Linked DNA regions of Arabidopsis thaliana: region 2 is linked to region 1. The links are chromatin contacts, called in public ChIA-PET maps. All regions are on one chromosome and are shown on one strand. Each heading gives the region's core, a stretch centred on a gene start, on an enhancer-like site or on the middle of the called end of the contact. The rest is flanking DNA. Distances are from core to core; before and after follow the strand shown.

Region 1 (5,777 bases), core at 1,594-4,093:
GGTCAAGTCGCTAGAGGCTTACCATTAACAACTCCCCCATTCTCAGACAGAACCATTCTCAATGCTCGAAACCCTCCAAAGATCGAGAATCTCCACCAAGAATTTGAAGAGATCGAAGATAAATCCAACATCAACTCTCTTTACACCAAAGAGCCAACTCTCTACAGATCCTTCTGCTTTGATCCAGAGAAAATCAAGAAACTTAAGCTCCAAGCAACAGAGAACAGTGAGTCTCTCCTCGGTAACTCATGCACAAGTTTTGAGGCTTTATCTGCTTTTGTCTGGAGAGCAAGAACCAAGTCGTTGAAGATGTTGAGTGATCAGAAAACGAAGCTTCTCTTCGCCGTTGATGGTAGAGCCAAGTTCGAGCCTCAACTGCCAAAAGGGTACTTCGGAAATGGAATTGTTCTCACAAACTCCATCTGTGAAGCTGGGGAGCTTATCGAAAAACCGTTGAGTTTCGCGGTGGGATTAGTCAGAGAAGCCATTAAGATGGTAACTGATGGGTACATGAGATCTGCTATTGATTACTTCGAAGTCACGAGAGCAAGACCTTCTCTTTCCTCGACTCTTCTGATCACTACATGGTCAAGATTGGGTTTCCACACGACAGATTTCGGTTGGGGAGAACCGATTTTATCCGGTCCAGTAGCTTTGCCTGAGAAAGAAGTAACTCTGTTTTTGTCTCATGGAGAACAGAGGAGAAGCATCAATGTGCTTCTTGGACTTCCCGCTACAGCCATGGATGTGTTTCAAGAACAGTTTTTACAGATATAATATGAACAACGACAAAATACAAATATCTGGCAATTATTGTCAAAACCTATTCGTTTTACTCTGTTTTTCTTGCTTCCTTTTTTTTTTATCTTTTTGATTTATGCTGAATTATTATTGTTATCTTCATCTTAAACTTGTCTGTATCTTGCATCAAGTTTCAACCATAAATTTATATTATTTCAAACTATATTGTAATAATATTATTACTTGAACTGTTTCAGAGATGTTGATGTTTTTAACAAACTAAAACTCATATATAAATAAAATAACAAAAGTCTAAAGATAAAATACAGAGGACAAGAAGACAGAACAGAGTGATCCTGTTCTTGTCTTAAGGACAAAGTTAGAGTAGAAACAAACAAAGACTTAGATTATTGCAGTTTGTTCTCTATTACTTGCCACACAAATGAAGATTCTTCTCTAAAGGTCTGAAATTTAAAGCAGTAAACCCATAGACACAGAGATTAGATATCTTGGACTTAAACACAACCTGCTCCGTTGTAGTTCTGAAGCCAGGAACGTTGCAGGAATCTTTGGACCTACCGATCAAGCTTGCTTGACAGGAAGCCATTAGAGAATCTTTCTTTGCTTCAGCGGCGCAAGCAACGCCTTCCAGAGACGTTATGTCTAGCTTGTAGAGTCCAAGCTCATTTGTGGTTCGATTTGCAGAGAACGTAATCATCTCTCTAGTTCTCGATGAAGCTGAATTGAATCTGCAGATTATTCTCACTTCCACACCTGTATTTTTTTGTTCAGTTAAAACAAAAGTGAGAGACATTTTAACTATAATTTCAAACAATGTTGATAAGATTCTTTACCGGGAATGAAATAGCTGTGATTGGAGAAACTGTTGTTGGAGCAGACGTCGCAGTAAACAAGACCCATTACAGTGATCTTTCCATTTGGTTTGGCTGAAGAATGTTTCAGAGACAGAGAGTTTAAGGACAGAAGTTGCAGAAGTAACAGAAGCATTATCAGTTTCTGCTTCATGTTCACAAGTTTCAGTTTTTTTCTTTATCCTTGGATAAACACTTGTTTACAGATGAGGTTTCCTTTTTGTTTATGTGGTTGATGAAAGAAACAGACAAAGAATGGGCCAAGTGGTTAAAGACAAAAGAACAAACAAAGATCAAACAGTAACTCCATTCAAACAAAGCTTCAAGCTTGTCTTTTTTATAAAACTCAAGACTCTTGTGGAAAAAGAGATGAGTAAAGAGAGGCACAAAGAGATGAGAGGCCAATTAAAGGAAAAGTAGAGAAACTGAGAGATTGGTTGGTTAGGTTTAACATTTATTGAGCTCTCATGCTCTCTATTTTAAGGGTTTTTGTCTATGAATCCCCTTATAAAAAATGGCTAAAACTGGAAAATGGAAGGGAGAAGGTAAGCCACTAGTGTGTATATATATGTGTATGGACCACTGAAAGTGAAGTGTAAACATCATCAATTCATCAGCATAAACACCAAGAAAGTAGTCAGAGGATATGGCTCTTTAAATATCAATACAAGAAGCCAAACTATGATATTTTCCCGGTTTACTCTCGGTTGTGGCTGAATTCTGGAAAGAGAATTTCAGGTTAACTAACTATACAAAGATAAGCTCACATTATAGACTTTTGTTCGTCACATTATAGAACAGCATAAGACTTTATTGCATAACAATTTCAGGTTTAAGTGTACTAGAGAAGATAAGCTTACATTACAAGTTCATCAGTTGGAAACAATATATGGGCTTGAGCTTTAAAGAAGGCCCATTAAGCTTGAAATTGTTCTTCATGTAAGATTGCTGCAGATTTTACTTTAATTTTTTTTTTCTTTTTTTCTTTTGCCCTTAAATTCTTGTAATGCTTCTAGGTGACTCCATCCACTTTATGTGTTGTTTCCCAATCATTTCTATTTTCAACTTTATTTTTTCCTTTCACAAATTATTTTAAGTTTTAACATTATTTTCTTCAACATACGAAATTTATACAGTAGTTTTTTTTTGCAGGTACATATAAATCAATAGTTGAGAAAAAGTGGAAAACAATAGAGATAAAAAAAATTAGATGTAAATTCGCTGTAAAACAAAATGTTTAAATTTCTTTTCCGTTATCGAATCTCTTTTATGAATAACAAGGTCGAGTACTCAAGGTAAGGAAACAGACCATTAGAAAAGTGCCACGTCAGCTTATTTCGTTCTTCACTTTTAGCTTCTGAAAAGTACTTTACCTGAACTAAAACGACGGTGACAGACTGACTCCAGTAGCTGCTAACAGTCGATTTTTAAAATATTATATTTATTTGCAGGAAAAAAAAAAAGTGAAGGAAGAAGAAGAAGTTGGAGAAGCCAAGAGCAAATCTAATTCTCTGACTACTCTCATTTTCATGTCGGAGACTTGCCGAAATCTAAAGAATTTCTTCAACGGAGACTGAAAAGCTTTCTCTTTTCTTCTTTCGTTATCTTCGTTTTAGTGTTTTCCCCTTTGCTTACATTTGAAGAAATCGAGAGCAAGCGATAGAAAGTGAGAGAGAGAGATGTATGTGGTGACGCCTCCTCAAAGATCCGGTTTTGGATCCGATTGTGATTTACGGGTTTACCAAACATGGAAAGGAAGCAATGTGAGTTTTAATGTGAAAGCTTTAGGTTTTGGAATTACTTGCTTCTGTGTTTATACTTGAGCTAGTTTTCTGTTATTTTTCCTATTATTGTGTATAAATTAATTATTAATCCGTTCATGGGCTCAGTTTACTCTGTTTCCAATCTTGTAAAGCTTAAAAATTGGGACTTGGGTTTGTGTTAGAAGTGTAGCTTTCTGGGTAGTTGTCTACATTTAATCATGAAATCTTTACCTTTAATCAATACCTTAGGACATTATCTGAATATGCTTGCTACATTTATAGGAATGCTTCTTCATACAAAGGTTATATAGTTGATGCTGTCTGTATATTGCTTTCAATGTCGAATTTAAATCTGGTTTAGTAGTAACCTAGTGGAATTAAACATTTTGAGGTTTGTTCCTTAAATCCTTCTACCCAAAGTGTTAACATATTTTCTAAATTTGTCCCATTTCTGCAGATATTTTGTCTTCAAGGAAGGTTTATCTTCGGGCCGGATGTAAGATCACTTGGTCTGACCATAAGTCTTATTGTGGCACCTGTTACAATTTTCTGCATCTTCGTCGCTAGCAAACTAATGGATGACTTCTCTGATAGTTGGGGAGTCTCAATAATCCTTGTTGCTGTTGTCTTCACCATTTATGTGAGTACAAAAGTTTAGCTTTGCATTGTAAAACGTTTTGTGACTGGATCATTCATAACAATTAATGCTTCCCTCAGGATTTGATTTTGCTGATGCTTACATCCGGAAGAGATCCAGGGATTATCCCAAGAAATTCTCATCCTCCAGAACCAGAAGTTGTTGATGGCAACACGGGCTCGGGAACAAGCCAAACTCCAAGATTGCCTCGTGTTAAAGAAGTGGAAGTTAATGGAAAAGTATTCAAGGTCAAGTACTGTGATACTTGCATGCTCTATAGACCGCCTCGCTGCTCACATTGTTCGATTTGCAACAACTGTGTAGAAAGGTTTGACCATCACTGTCCTTGGGTTGGTCAATGTATTGCTCAAGTAAGTTTCTCGGTTTTTCGTTTTCCTGTCCGTTAGTTTCTGACATCAGTCTATATAATTCATCTCATTCTCCTTGGGAATTTGCAGAGAAACTATCGATTCTTCTTCATGTTTGTCTTCTCCACGACTCTTCTCTGTGTATATGTGTTCGCCTTTTGTTGTGTCTACATAAAGAAGATCAAAGAGTCCGAAGATATAAGTATCTTGAAAGCAATGCTCAAAACTCCAGCTTCCATTGCTCTGATACTCTACACATTCATATCTACATTCTTCGTTGGAGGCTTAACATGTTTCCATCTCTATCTCATCAGCACAAATCAGGTACCCTAATCATTTGCCTCTTTCTGAAAAAACCTCTCTCATTCGATATGCGTGTTTAATCGTTTGATCTTTCTTTATTCTGTAGACTACATATGAGAATTTCAGATACAGTTATGATCGGCATAGCAACCCACATAACAAAGGAGTGGTTGATAACTTCAAAGAAATCTTTTTTTCTCCAATACCTCCTTCAAAGAACAACTTCAGGGCTATGGTACCAAGGGAAAATCCAATGCCGTCGAGATCAGTTGTTGGCGGTTTTATGAGTCCAAACATGGGAAAGGCCAATGATGATATTGAAATGGGGAGGAAGGGTGTTTGGGCAATGGCTGAACATGGTGATGGCAAAGATGGCAATAACAATGAACGGTTTCATGTTAACGACAATGAGTTAAACGAGTTATCACCAGACATGGGGAACATAGTGAATGGTGATGAGCAAATCAATAGGCCAAACAATCACCCGAGGAACGCAAACTGGGAAATGTCACCAGAAGTTATGGCCTTATCAGCAAGAAGAGCTTAGAAGCAGGTTAAGAGAAAATTGAAAGGTGTTTTAAATGTTTGATGTATTGATGTGTTGTGTGTTTACACGGGAATCAATTGTGAATTGGTGTGATATTTTCAGATGTTATGAGTATTTTTAGTTGTTCTTCAGACATTTAAATCGTAAATCATTGTGTGTTAGTGTAATCTATGACTTATCTTTCACAGAATGAGAAAACAAAATGAATACCGACGATTTTCATACTGTACTTTGCATATGATAAAAATTGCAGAAACTGAATTTTCAGACAAGTGGACCAGAAGACCAGACAACTCTTATTATAGTCTTCATTGAAGCACGGCTCTGTAATAAATGCAAAAGAGCTCTAAAGGCTTCTTATTTGTTCTTCAAAGCTCTAAAGTCTAAAGGTTAGAGATTTAACATCACAAGCCAACATTTTTGGTTTAGGAAATTGAAGATTAGCAATAATATAAAGTTTTTTTGGCATTGAACAAAGACAAAACACAATGAACATAATCAACAAATTGGTCAAACTAAACATTAATAAGTGCCTCAAAGTATCAG
Region 2 (5,777 bases), core at 1,894-4,393, 42 kb after region 1:
ATCTTGGGAAAAAATATCGTTCTTGAGATATGAACCTGTGTCTCTTTCTCCAGTTCCTTTCTTCCGCCTGCTTTTCGGGTTAATGAGTTTTGTGTACTTGAAGCTGGAAACTCTGTAGAAGAATTCGACCCCATGCAGAGCCCATCCTAATTCCAAGTTTATAGCACAGTATGGATGAGAAGAAAGCAGGAAAAAGAAACTGAAATCCAGAAGATAACGTAAAATTCTGGTTAATAGTTTCATCTACTTGGTCTGATTCAGTTTAATAATATTAACTTGTTTTAGCAACGCTATCACTAATTGAGTTGTTCTAATGTACTTTCAAATCAAAACTGTATACTTTAAAGCAGGAAACAAAAGTCACACAGGCTTCGTTTCATTTGAAATGTTGGGAATTGAGTTTCAAACCTGATCAACGGGAATAATCATCGAAGACTTTTGCCTGATCAATGATTCAAACGCTTCATTTTCTCGACGTATGCTTGCTTCAAACTTCTGCACTTCTGTGGACTCATCATAGAAAATAAAATAAACTTTCAGCTTTCTGAGAGGGTTCTCTGCTTTGTAAACCTCAAGTTCTCTGACAAAACCCATGTCAGGATGGTAGACAATGATCACAGAGGGTTTCAAGATATCTAGTATAGGTTGATCGCTTTCTAAGGCATAAAAATGCACAGGCGGTAGCTTTTTAGCACCGCTGGGGCGAACAGCATTGGCTTCTTGAGGGGCTGACGTGCTAGCTTCATTGGCTTTTTCTTCATTCTCTGGGCCTGGTAAGATTTCAGGTTTACTGTTCGTCGTTTTCTTATTGCAACTTCTTAAGGATCTCCGGAGACTTGTTGGATCCTTTTTAGCTTTTCCTTTGGTACACGAAGCCTTATCAACATGAGGCTCTGGGTTGTTATTTCCAGAAGCCATATCTGTTGTCTTTCCTAGCTTGCGAATAGAAGACGCAGCAGCCATAAGAGCCTCATGCTCTTGTCTGCCAACACTGCTACCTTCCGAGTTCTGTATTGTAGTTACCGGAACAACTCCATCAAGAATCCCAAAACCCTTGGGAGTCTTTTGTTTCTTCTTTTGCGGTGTCTGCATACTGCGGAGCTCAATTTTGCTCAGCAGGTACATTTCCCATTCTTCCCGCATTACCTGCACACGTGTAGGTAAAATGGGAACTTGAATGCTAGTTTCTAGTGACAGGGTACATATCGGTTGTTAATGAATGATGTAAGATCTAGCAAAACGGAGTTATCTGACTGGACCTTCTGTGGATTGTTTGTGATGCAATCTTCAAGCTGCATGCAGGACCGTTCATCTTTGCAAGCCACAAGAACTATTCCATTGTTGTCACTGTTATCTTCCTCAGAAAAAGCCTGCTTTAGTCTTTCTTCTTGTGTCTCCTCTAAAATTTCCTGTATTAATCACAGGCATACCATTACGTTTAAGGCTAATCCATGAAAACATAGAGTGTGGCGACCAAATCAAAGAGGTAAACAACAAAGAACAGATATGGTCACTAGCTAAACCAACTTCCATCATCAAATTAACAGTAACAGAGATACGGCATTGAAACTGAAACTCACTCAGTCACTCACACGTAAGACTTTCCATTTTGGTGCCTCTTCCAGAACTTCTTCTACAACAACGCCAGTAGCCACATTTGTTGCCGTTTCCCCACCAACTGATTCAAGTCCAATTATCAGGAAATTTTTCGAATGCTTATAACACACATGTCACTAGATGCAAAATACAACCATTATAGATCAAGAATTAGTTACCTGCTTCTACAGAGTCAGTTTCGCCCTTCGAATTTCTCTTTTTACCACTCTTATTCTTAACATGTTCTTTTGACTTGACATCACTTGCCTTCACGAGACGATACACTCGTTTCTTTGCAAAATCAAATATTTTATAGCTGGACTCTGCAAATAACCAAACAGACCGATAGCTCTCTGATACCCTTAGTGTATCCAAGAACTTGAGAAAACTCACAGCATCATACCTACACAGAAATACCAACTTGAAGGTTTTGCATAAGAACATTACTGATCTACAGAGAAGAGAGACAGAGCTATTATTACCTAACAAGATAATCAAGCAACTTCCTTAAAGTCTTCAAATCAGAAACAAGCTGTTTTGTCCTTTTCCCCAAAGTATGCCAAATAGGATCAAGCTGCCTCCTCACAATCTCATCAAAGGACTTAAACAAACCACTCTCTACAGTCAAATCATCAACATCAACTTTATTAGTCTTCTTCATCTCCTTGAGACAAGCATCCATTACTTCAATGATAGCTTTCTGTATTCCCACCATGTAATTCGACATCGAAACCCTAATATCCACAACCTCAGGTGGTTCTCGCTCCAATTCCTGAGACACATCCAACTGAAACCTTGGCCATAGATGGATTTTACGGAGGAAGAGAGCACGCATGGTGCGTTCAGTCTTGGCGAAACCGGAAACCATAGCTTGCGGTCTATCGGAAAAAGCGCGTATATAAGCAGAGCTATTTAGGGATTTGACAATTCGTATAATGAATGCTTCAGTGGAGGTTTCGGAAATCGAATGAGCATTGAGGATGAAGATTCCGGCGAGTGAAGAAACTGGAATCCGTTGAGTCAACAGATCGACGATGAGAATCCGCGGCGTGATGAAGAAAGGAGAACCGGAGGTGTAAAGCGAGTAACGCTGATTCGCCGGAAGATCTGCGGTGATTTCCGTCGGAGTAGGAGAATCAAGAGAGGAGATGTAATGGATGATTCTGGATTTTAGAGATTGAGCGGCGGGGGAGAGGAGGAGAAGTAGAGTTCCTTGCGACGGAGAGTGAAGGATGAGGAGAGAAGCGATTAATTTAGCGAGGGAGAGACCGGAGGAAAGGATTAATAATCCGCCATTAGAGTCCTCGAGAAGGTCTGATATGATCTGTTGGTGATATTTCAGCGCCATTGAAGAAGACGACGACGCAAATCGGAGAAACTGATTGATGAAGAGTGAAGACGATAGAAAAAACCTTTCCTGGGTCAAAAACGTTCAAACTTCAAAACGGCGTCGTTTAAATAAAGTATTTTTCGAAACCGGTTTCGATATTTCCTATATTAATTCTTTCTTAACCGGTTTAGGTTAGCTAAGAAAAAGAAGAAAGGTCCTGAGACTTGTCTTATAATCCTCAACCAGACTTGATCCATTAGTCAACTCTTCTCTTCACAATGGGTAAATCTCTCTAATTTTCCTCATTTCAATTTAGATTCTAGAAATGTAGTGAATTGTGTAATGATCAAAACCCAATTCCCAGATTCTTATCAAAGTTTTCATAAAAGGGACAAAATTTCTTGAAAGATGTGAACTTTTATGTGTTGTTTTTGTTGGTAACAGATGAAGAAGAAGCAATGTTGCTGCTTAAGGAAGAAGATGAAGGAAGACGAAGAACTAGTGTTCCTACACAACTCATGAAACTAAATAGAAGCCAATGGTGGATTCTTGTTTTCATAAGCATCTTCTTTCTCATCTCTGCTCAAGCCATTTCTGTTCTTCTTGGTCGGTTTTATTACAATGAAGGTGGAAACAGTAAATGGATCTCTACTCTTGTTCAAACTGGTGGCTTTCCCATTCTTTATCTCCCTCTTTCTCTCCTTCCTGCTTCACAATCTTCTTCTTCTTCTTCTTCTTCTTCTTCTTTCAAGACTCTGGTTTGGATTTATCTTTCTCTTGGTTTTGCTATTGGTTTAGATAATTTTTTATACTCTGTTGGACTTTTGTATCTCTCTGCTTCAACTTATTCGATTCTATGTGCTTCACAGTTAGCTTTCAATGGTGTCTTCTATTATTACATCAATTCTCAGAAAATCACTTGTTTGATTTTCTTCTCAGTGTTGTTTCTCTCTATCTCTGCTGTGTTGGTTTCTCTTGACGATGATTCAAATAGCCCATCAGGAGATTCTAAGTGGAGTTACTTGATTGGGTGTTTCTGTGCAGTTTTTGCTTCTCTTATCTATTCTCTTCAGCTCTCTCTTATGCAGTTTTCTTTCGAGAAGGTTCTCAAGAGTGAGACTCTCTCTATGGTTCTCGAGATGCAAATCTATACGTCGCTTGTGGCTTCTTGTGTAGCGGTTATCGGATTGTTCGCAAGCGGGGAATGGATGTTGTTGAGTGTGGAGATGGAAGAGTTTCAGGAAGGTCAAGTCATTTATGTTTTGACTTTGGTCGGGGCAGCGGTTTCGTGTCAATTGGGTTGTGTAGGAGCCGTGTCGCTTATATTTCTGGTGTCTTCGCTGTTTTCAAACCTTATTAGTACGCTCTCACTCATTGTTACGCCTCTCGCGGCCATTGCGGTGTTCCATGACAAGCTGACTGAGGTTAAGATGGTGGCGATGCCCATCGCCTTCACAGGATTCACGTTTTATATCTACCAGAACTATCTTGATGACTTGAAAGTACAAAGAGCACGAGAAGCTCAGGCCGAATGATTTATTAAACTCTACTAAAAAAGCTCTAAAGATTGACATTGAGTAATATTTCTCGGTTGCATGTCTCCAAAATATACTTAAATTTGTCGTTACGTAATACAGTTCAATCTTTGTGCACTGTCTAAAGGAACCTATACTGTTCAATAACTTATGAATTTGTAACTTACAAATTGTGGTCTACCAACTCATTTGCTTCTCTGCACATTCTTTACGAAGTCTTTTTGTTCAATACACTGTCTGGAATAAACACTATTCAATTAGTCATTCTTCATTTTCACTAACAAAACAACCTCACAGCTTCACGAAACCCTCGCTTCGCAAAGACCGTGTAAACTGCTACTACACCATCATTCTCTGTAAGTTGAAGAAGCATCATCAGAGAATCCTCAACACTATGATCAGTTATGCTATGGTGTCACCTAATTATGAAACCCCATCTTCTTTCATTTTCCTAAACAACACATGAGCTTCATGCTTTAACCCTTCCCTAAACAATCCTGATATCATTGTAGTATATGTTACAACATTAGGCTTCACTCCTTTTGAAGGAAGGCTACAAAATAAATTAACAGCATTTTTCACTTTACCAGCCTTGCACATCCCTTGAATGATGATGGTATATGTAATAATTCCAATATCCATCTCTCTCTTTCGCATATCCTCGAATACCATCAAGGCTTTCTCTAGCTTCCCATTATAACATAGACCATGTAACAAGACGTTGTAAGTCCAAATATTGGGAGCGACACCATCCATTTCTCTCTTTTGCATATCCTCAAATATCATCAACGCTTTCTTTACCTTCCCGTTATAACATAGACAATGTAACAAAACATTATAGGTCCTAATATTGGGAGGCACGCCACGAGAAACCATATGACTAAAAACTTCTTGGGCGACATTAGGTTTGCCCACTTGACCAAAACCTTGGATAAGAGTAGTGTAAGTGATAGTGTTCCCAGTCAATCCTTTTTGGGACATCTCGTAGAAGATTTTCATCGCATCATCTACCTTCTTACACTTGCAAAACCCGTTTATGAGAGAAGTATAAGCCACTACATCTGGAAAACAACCCTTGGTTTCCATCAAATAAAACATTTGTCTGGCCTCATCTACACAACCTTCCATGCAAAACCCATTGATCAATGAAGTATAGGTGAAAATATTAGGAGCTATAGACATACGAATCATCTCATTGTACAATTCTTCAGCATCCAAAAACTTTCCTTCTTTCACAAACGCATCGATCAATGCATTGAAAGTGATTACATCAGGTTTGATTTTCCTCTTCGTCATACCCCTCAGCAATGAATCAG

What was found. ChIA-PET counts read pairs in DNA pulled down with a chosen protein or histone mark.
Region 2: an H3K4me3 ChIA-PET map of shoot shows a contact between it and region 1, with 11 read pairs. The contact joins the promoter of PUP12 here to the promoter of AT5G41060 in region 1. A contact is called at or near these places in 1 of 26 Hi-C or Micro-C datasets (root) and 1 of 2 datasets of contacts at active chromatin or transcription factors (shoot).

What each region holds. Positions count from the first base shown.
Region 1 is chr5:16,432,310-16,438,086 of TAIR10.1, forward strand. It overlaps AT5G41060 (DHHC-type zinc finger family protein), which reads left to right and starts at 2,844. Exons shown (of 5, transcript NM_123471.4): 1 at 2,844-3,376; 2 at 3,834-4,016; 3 at 4,094-4,384; 4 at 4,472-4,705; 5 at 4,791-5,496. The coding sequence starts at 3,293. The coding sequence ends at 5,231. AT5G41050 (Pollen Ole e 1 allergen and extensin family protein) reads right to left here and starts at 2,149. Exons shown (of 2, transcript NM_123470.4): 1 at 1,596-2,149; 2 at 934-1,515. The coding sequence starts at 1,767. The coding sequence ends at 1,169. RWP1 (HXXXD-type acyl-transferase family protein) reads left to right here. Exons shown (of 4, transcript NM_180780.2): 4 at 1-996. The coding sequence ends at 777. It also overlaps AT5G00575.
Region 2 is chr5:16,473,976-16,479,752 of TAIR10.1, forward strand. It overlaps PUP12 (purine permease 12), which reads left to right and starts at 3,144. Exons shown (of 2, transcript NM_001344389.1): 1 at 3,144-3,208; 2 at 3,371-4,461. The coding sequence starts at 3,205. The coding sequence ends at 4,461. It overlaps UVH1 (Restriction endonuclease, type II-like superfamily protein), which reads right to left and starts at 3,442. Exons shown (of 9, transcript NM_123480.4): 1 at 2,079-3,442; 2 at 1,776-1,999; 3 at 1,593-1,678; 4 at 1,260-1,409; 5 at 409-1,146; 6 at 36-146. The coding sequence starts at 2,944. AT5G41170 (Pentatricopeptide repeat (PPR-like) superfamily protein) reads right to left here. Exons shown (of 1, transcript NM_123482.3): 1 at 4,511-5,777. The coding sequence ends at 4,885.